Regions from separate parts of the Mus musculus genome. Here region 1 is linked to region 2. The links are chromatin contacts, called in public HiCAR-type maps. All regions are on one chromosome and are shown on one strand. The core of a region is the stretch at or near the end of the contact, and the rest is flanking DNA. Distances in the headings are between cores, read along the strand shown.

The links. HiCAR-type assays count read pairs that join an accessible place to other places.
Region 1: a contact with region 2 is called in a HiCAR-type map of fibro-adipogenic progenitors, with 3 times the contacts expected there. The contact joins the enhancer-like site here to the promoter of Hhip in region 2. A contact is called at or near these places in 6 of 39 promoter capture datasets (the HPC-7 cell line, HPC-7-derived erythroid cells, cranial neural crest and 3 more) and 1 of 115 datasets of contacts at active chromatin or transcription factors (fibro-adipogenic progenitors).

The regions. Positions count from the first base shown.
Region 1 is chr8:80,252,735-80,256,488 of GRCm38.p6, forward strand. No RefSeq gene overlaps it. Among named protein-coding and RNA genes, the nearest start is that of Gm39208, 30 kb to the right of the region's middle. Within about 2 kb of position 1,632, at least 10 of the 459 cell types and tissues checked have an H3K27ac peak or open chromatin away from gene starts, as enhancers often do. A contact at or near this core is called in fibro-adipogenic progenitors, where this site is marked.
Region 2 is chr8:80,056,689-80,060,234 of GRCm38.p6, forward strand. Hhip (Hedgehog-interacting protein) reads right to left here and starts at 1,320. Exons shown (of 13, transcript NM_020259.4): 1 at 549-1,320. The coding sequence starts at 827.

The DNA of each region.
Region 1 (3,754 bases), core at 382-2,881, 200 kb after region 2:
TTCCTCATGGTCCTACCAGCTTAATTTGTCCATTTATCTGTATATAACTTTTTCATAATAGCCCACATTTTAAATCTTTATCTTCTTCCATATATGAAGTACTTGTCTTATGACAGAAGGTATGCAGTGCACAGTGCATAGTCCAAGGTATGATCTTTCTTACCTAGAACCCCCTTAGCTGCTACATACAAATGTACCTGTATAAAAGTCATTATTGGCGTTACGGATTTGTTGGTTGGTGATCTGGTACATAGGGTGGAAGCTGCAGGATCAGTGCCCTGCTTTTTACCAGCAAGGATAAAGCTGAGGAAACTGGATATACTTGTAAAAGAGGGGAGTCTGCAGATGGTACCTGAGTCACCCAGTCAGTTATTCAATGACAGGGGATCAGCTTGAGTTTTGAAGAGTAGAAGGACACTATTTAAATTAGTTAAATAAGTGTAAAGTACTGGGTACACTCTCATCAAGAATAACAACTTGGAAATTGCTATCTTTGTAACTTTGGAAACATTGACTTGTTTTGAAGACAGTCTTTTAATCAGGGACATGTTGATGCTTTCAAAAGTCTTTTTATTACTCGGTTGGGAGTGTAAGATTATTTGGAAAAGTCTTGGAGAAAGTTGTGGAGTCTTTCTCTGGAAACTGTAAACATTACATTTCTAATTTCAGTGACTCCTGGTAAGCTATAGCTCTTGTAACAGTTATACTAATTGTTGAACAAGATAAAGGGCAGTCTGTACCAACCCTAGGGTATTCCTAGGTAGTAAACACTATTGCCATTCTGCCACAGGGCACTAAGGATTAGATGGAGCAAACCAACTGTCTGTAAGAGTTTGACCAACATCTTGGTAATTTGTCCCTCTCTGCTTCTTTTCTTTTTCCCTGTGACTCTCTAACTCATTTCCCTGACCAACCTCGGGTAATGGTCTCTTTATCAGGCGTCTGGCTACTGTTTGCTTTAGGGAATAGCAAACAAACTCTTGGCTTCCTTGAGGCGACTCCTGGAGCAGACAGCCCCATCACTCAGTGTGTTTACAGAAATTAGATATGTGTTTGTGTTGGCACATGAGTGACATTGTGTGAGACTTCACATTCCTCTTCCAGGGGTGGCATGAAGTAGAGCAAGATGATACGTGAGTCTTAAGTGATAAAGAACATAATATATGGCATCAAAAGGAAGAAATCATGTTGTTTTTTTGTGCCAGAAATAAAGACTGAGATCCGAACTTGGGAAGCCGGCTCTAGGCTGGGATCCAATTGTCTGAAGCGCTGTGAATTTTATGAAGGTTCCAGCTATTAGGCTCTCTGGGGAACTGAACAGGTTGGCAAGGCTGCTGAGGGAAATAGGAAGTTGTAAAGGAAAAGGTATTTTCCAAGCTCCATGAGGTGTCATCTAATGGGGCCACTGAGGAGATGCTGAGAGAAGGTTCAACTGCCCGTCAGCACGTCCACGGGGGACTGACTCTTCCATGTCCTGGCCTTCCATTTCTCCTGAAGACAGCTAATGTTACACTGAAAATTACCATCATGTAAGTTTAGCCAAGAAGAAGCTGCATCCAAGTCATGCTAACCCCACCCTGACAGAACTGTGGGTGAGTCAGGCTTTCCTTGGGATTCTCAGGGAACCTTCTGTGAATCCAGAGAAAATCCCTTAGGAAGTCATGCCTAACCAGAAAGACTGCTGGGGCAGCATGAATCTATCAGAGGAGAGGAAAAACACTATCTTCCTCAGGATGAATGAGGGGTCTGTTCCCTCACCACAGTGTCTCTGAAGTGCCACCCAGAGCCACACCTCGGTGGTGAAATGACCCATTTTCTGCAGGTTGCAGACTAGCTGCAAAGACGGCCTGTCAGAATTTTCAGCCTCCCTGTCCGCTTCTCCATTTCCTCAGCTGAAGTCACTCCGTTAGCTTCTCACCATGAAGGAATGGAAAGCTCTTTGATGGATCTGACATGACACAAATTGAGCATTTCTGCTCTGCCTCCAGCGATTTGTCTTTGCCAGCTAGCGACACTCCTATGCATTACAACTTATCTGAGCGTCATTTGGCAGGGCAGACAAGGGTGATGCAAAGGACTCTAGAGTAGCCAAAGGAACTAGTGAGCTTCAAAAGTAAAAGCCATGGCAACTGTTTTGCAGCTAACTTAAAGTTGTTAAGCAAAAATTCTGGGGATCGCTGACTTTACAACACTTCATGAATTCATTTACTCTATAATTTATTCTGCTTTTTATGTGTTCACAGTCCTATGAATCTCCAAAAGATGAATAAAATAGCTCATGTTTCTCAAACGGCTTTCTACATGACATAGTTTGTGGGTGAGATATCCCACAATATGAGTTTAAGTACAAATGTCCAGAGGGCACCATGGCATCACAACAAAATAAGATGTTTGATGCTTACCACGCAAACACTGAGTATATGTTGGATATTCTGCTTTGTCCAGAAAACATGCATCATTCTAGTGATTCAAACCATTGAAAAGAACTTGAAAGGAAGTTTCAGGAAGAGTGAGATGCATTGTGTCCAAGAATGAAAATTTCAAACTATAAGTTTAAAATGTTTTTTTAAAAAATATGACAGAACATTTGGGTAGATATTTGGCCAGTGTTCATACTGATTTTGAAAATATATAATGAAGTATTAATAATTAAATTTGTGTAGCACTGTCTCTACAGTTATTTCAAGTAAATAACAGAGAATAAATAAGTATGTGTTAAGTGCATGCACACATGAATAGATAAATAATTAACATTTATTTGAAAAAGAATTCTGTCAAATCCATTAAGAATGAATGGTGTAGAAAAAAAAAGACTATGTTATGAAAGACTACTTATTCAGTTGAAACAATGTATTTAGACTATGAATCTTCTAAATGTTAAATTTAATTCAGGTAAGTAATAGTGGTAATGTAACAAAAAGAGGCATTTATAGTAAAGTGGAAACTCAGATTCATAAATAAATAGTCTTTAGAATTTTCTTACCATTAGCTTCTCATAGTAAGGTTATTTAAGCACCTCTTTATAGATTTATAGCTAAAACTAGGAAATCATTATCATCTCTTTTCTTTTATATGGTTTCTCAGCTCATCTAAATCCACTTTCCTGTAGCTCCAAAACTAGAGACCTACTTTCAAGAATAATGTCAAATTACTACTAGATTAACTTATTATTGTTATATAAATAGTAAAGCAATATATTCTATACTGCAGGATATGAACAATCTTTGAACTCTTGATTTTCACTATTTACTGTTCTAGAAATTGAATATTCTACAAACATATGCACTAAAGATGATTTTCTTTTTTCAGTTAATTCCATTAACAAATATAGTTTGTAACCATTATAGATTATCACATTGACTAAGATTAAACATACTAGAGCCATGCAATGGTGGCACATGACTATAATCCCAGCACTTGGGAGGCAGAGTTCAAGGCTAGTCTGGTCTATAGAGGTGAGTTCCTGGACATCCAGGGCTTCACAGAGAAACTCTTTCTCAAAAAATAAAAAATTAAACAAAAATCAGAGAGAGATAGAGAGAGAGAGAGAGAATGTTGTATTTTCATTTTTTCATATAATTATTCCGATTTGAGTTAGTCTTAAGAATTTTGAAGTAACATTCAGTAAGAGTATTACAAAAATAAATGGAAAGGTAAGATTGAAAAGAATCTTCAGCATTAAAGAAAAATGTTTGGCCTTGTTAAATATGTAAACAAGTAGGGGAATTCAGTAAGTCCTGGGTCATAAAGAAAC
Region 2 (3,546 bases), core at 70-2,569:
ACCACCGAGTAAGAAGGTCCAGCAAAATCTCCCAAGTTCTTCAGTACCAGGAGTTCCCTTCTCCTGACTTAACACATTGTCATGCACGCTAGACCCTTCAGATTGGGTTTAGGATCATAAACCAACAGTGCCCGGAGAGCCTTTATAATTCAATCTGCTCGCTAGTTAGAGCACGTGGAGAAAACTGAACAAATCTTTTTTGCCCCCAGAAAAGTAAACCGGAAACCACAGCCACCCTAATTTACAGTTTCACCTCACCAAGTGCTCCATTTGATCCAAAATACAGCTAATCTCGATTCTTTTGAAATATTTGCTCAGACCAGGACGCGGGTACCACAAAAAGTCTCTCTCTATAGATAGGCAAGTTTGACCAGCATCCCCACAACCGACTCCAGAGCAGGAAGAGCTATCTATCTGCACACTGCTGAGAACACACACCCAAAACACTTAATCACCTTAGAAAAGTTATCACAACTACTTAGGTTTGGACTCTCTTGCAGTTATCAGCATCTCAGCAAGCTACACGTACGAGGCAGGGGACTGCCTACCTTGTTCTCCAGACGCCCCAATCCAGGGCTGTCACTCTGCAGGCAGCAAGATACTCGTGGGTAGAAGCCACCACACAGGATCTCTCCTCCACTGAGCAGCTCCAGCTGGGACATCACCCGCCTGTCCCTTCTCTTTAGGCGCTTTGGGGGGTTCCCATTCAGGCACCGTCTCCTTCTCGCTCCGCTCCCCTCGTTCCTTTCCCCAAACTTCGCATCTCCTTCAAAGAAGCCCAGAGCCACGGCCAGCAGTAGCAGCTTAAACGAGAGCATCTTCAGCATCGTCTGCCCGGAGCAGCAAGGGCAGGACGCGGGAGGATGGGGTGGGGGAAAGGCCACTGCCCAGCAGGGGCACTAGGGCGCAGCTCCAGGAGAGTGCTGCGGGGCGGCGGGACGCTCTTGGGGGCAGAGGGAGGTGGCTGGGAAAGAAAGATGTAGAGCTATGCAACTTTGCCTTAGGGCAGTAGGAGCAGCAAGATAAAGTGCAGATGACACTTGTCCGCAGCCTTGCCAGCGTCTGTTGGGTTAGGGGCTTTCCACAGCGGTTGGGAAGTGGGAGGAGAAGGAGTTGGAAGAAGAGGAGGAAGGAGAGGAGAAGAGAGTCATAGAACTTCGCTTGTCCGCTGAATGGGAGTTGTTTAGGTGAGACAGTAGCAGGAACCGAAAGGGCGGCGGTGGTGGCAGCGGGCCGGGCGGAGGCAGGGTTGGCGCTGGGCTCCCGAGGATGCTGAGGTCTCCTCTGCCGGCGGCTGCAGCTTCTCACACAGCCTCTCATGTTTCGCTCCCTCTTTTCTTCTTCTTTTTAACTAGCGCGCGGGGAGGTGCTGCCACCGCGCGCCCCTTGACGTCACCGCCGCTCGCGCGCCCCCGCCTGGGATGGGGGAGAGAGGAGGGGGCGGCCCAGGAGCTAGCGCTCGCCGGGGCCCAGGGTGGCCTCCGGCTGCGACGGGGCGGGGACGGAGGAGCCGGGGGGGGGGGGGGGCCGGGGGGGGGGGACACGGACGAGGGAGCCCTCCGAGCCAGCCTCTGGGGCTCGGAACCTGGAACGCAACGGTGCCGGGGTGGGGGTGGCCTGGCCATTGATGCCCAGCCTGGGAGGAAAGTACGTTGCTGCCACTCAAGAAGATGGGGCTGATGCTCCCAGATGGTGTGAGTAAAGGGGGACAAGGAGAGGTGAGAAGGGAGGAATCTTTGCCTGGCTTTGCCCACCAGGTCTGGTTCCCTCAGCCCAGGGAGGGATGGACTCAGTCAGTGGGCTGGAGCTGGCGTCTGGGAGCTTGTCGGTGCCTTTCCCTCTCTGGCAGGCATAGACAAATGCTGCTGGTCTTCAGTGATCCTGGAGATTAAGAGAGGAGAAAGAACCCAGATGCTGCAAGTTTCTGTGTAGGCTGAGGTGGTTTGGAGACTTTTGCAAAGGGCCACCCACAGGTCCTCACTGAAGTTCTTGGAGGTACTGCAGTGGGCACAGAGACACATGTGCTTAGAAGGGTTGGGTATCCCAGAGAGGGCTGAATCTGAGTCCTTCTCCAGGCTTATGCAAGATGGCCTAAAGGGACCACCTGTACACCCAGACTAAGTCGTCTGGAAGACACCTGTAGATATCTCAAACTGGCTGTACTGTGTGCATTTATAAAGTACATGTTACGCACACACCCCTGGGCACAAACTTTCTGGTGTGCAAATATAGAAGAGGAAGAATTTAATCTCCTATGTAAAGTATAGAAATACAAGCACCACATAACTCTATAAGTACAAATAAATTTCCCTTTTCCCTAACTGGACAAGTTCTGCTTAGAGCATTTCTAGAAAGATGTCCATATTATTAAGAGCTATGATTTCACGTTTACTGGAGCCCCGTGGCATTGGGACAAACCTCCCAGGAGCTGCACACGGAATGTGAAATGTGCTTTTTTTTTTTTTTTTTTTTTCTATTTGGGAACTTCATAGGGAAGCTGATTTCCTTGTAGATGGCTTCTGATGAGGGGATAAGGCTGTTTTTCCCATTTTGGCAATAGAGGAATGTTCACCATATTTGGAAACAGATTTCATGAAGCCCCAGTGAAAGTTGGTGGAGGATGAAGCTGGTAACTGATGGCGTTTCAAGTGCTATCAGAGGCTGGGTGAGCCTCGTCCCTGGATGCTGGATTACATTTTATGTGTGAAGTTAGGAGTTTCTAAAGCAAAAGAAGTGTCCTGTTAGAATAAACCTAAAGCCTGCAGAGACATTTGGCCTAGCCCCCAGCTTAAGCAAATGCCCGCCCCCCCCCCCCACCCCCACGACTGCCCTGCATCACTGTGGACCTGTTACTGGGAAAACTACTCTGGTTTCCGTGGCTAACATTCATTCTGCCTACAAGTCTTTGGATATCAAATACATCACACTAAGGATTTTAAGACTTTGAAAAGTCTCACTTTTGAAGCTCTTGATATGAGTTCTATCAAAAACAAGCTTCTGGCATAATTCCATGTAATTCAGATCCCAGAACACGTCTACATGGGTTTAAGGTTTTTAATTCCTAAATTCTATCTTAATGTCTTTTCCTAGAATGAAAATCCTTCTAAAATATGTCAGGTGTTCAAGCTTCCACTCCTAAGTGATAAATTCATGTTAATACTGTTGGGTCAGGGACTCTGTGCTGAACACTTCCAGGTTAAGCCCACTTGACGTAAATTAATACTGGGTTTTAGAAACTTATGATTCTGTTATAAGGTATGATCCTAAATGTCAAGGGGCAGAACACTTATAAATGATCTAAAGGAGACAAAGTTATTTCCTTCTTTTCTTCTTAGGACAAAGTCTTTGGTATCTAAGACTGACCTTTAAGAATGACCTTGAACTAGTGATGCTCCTACATCCACATACTTAGTGTCAGGATGGTAAACAAAGACCATTATGCCTGCTTGAGGCAGTGCTCAGATAAGATCCCAGGGCTTCAGGAGAGGCTACTCTGATATACTCATGGACAGGTACCTAGTCCATTCGTCATCAGAGAGCCTGTCT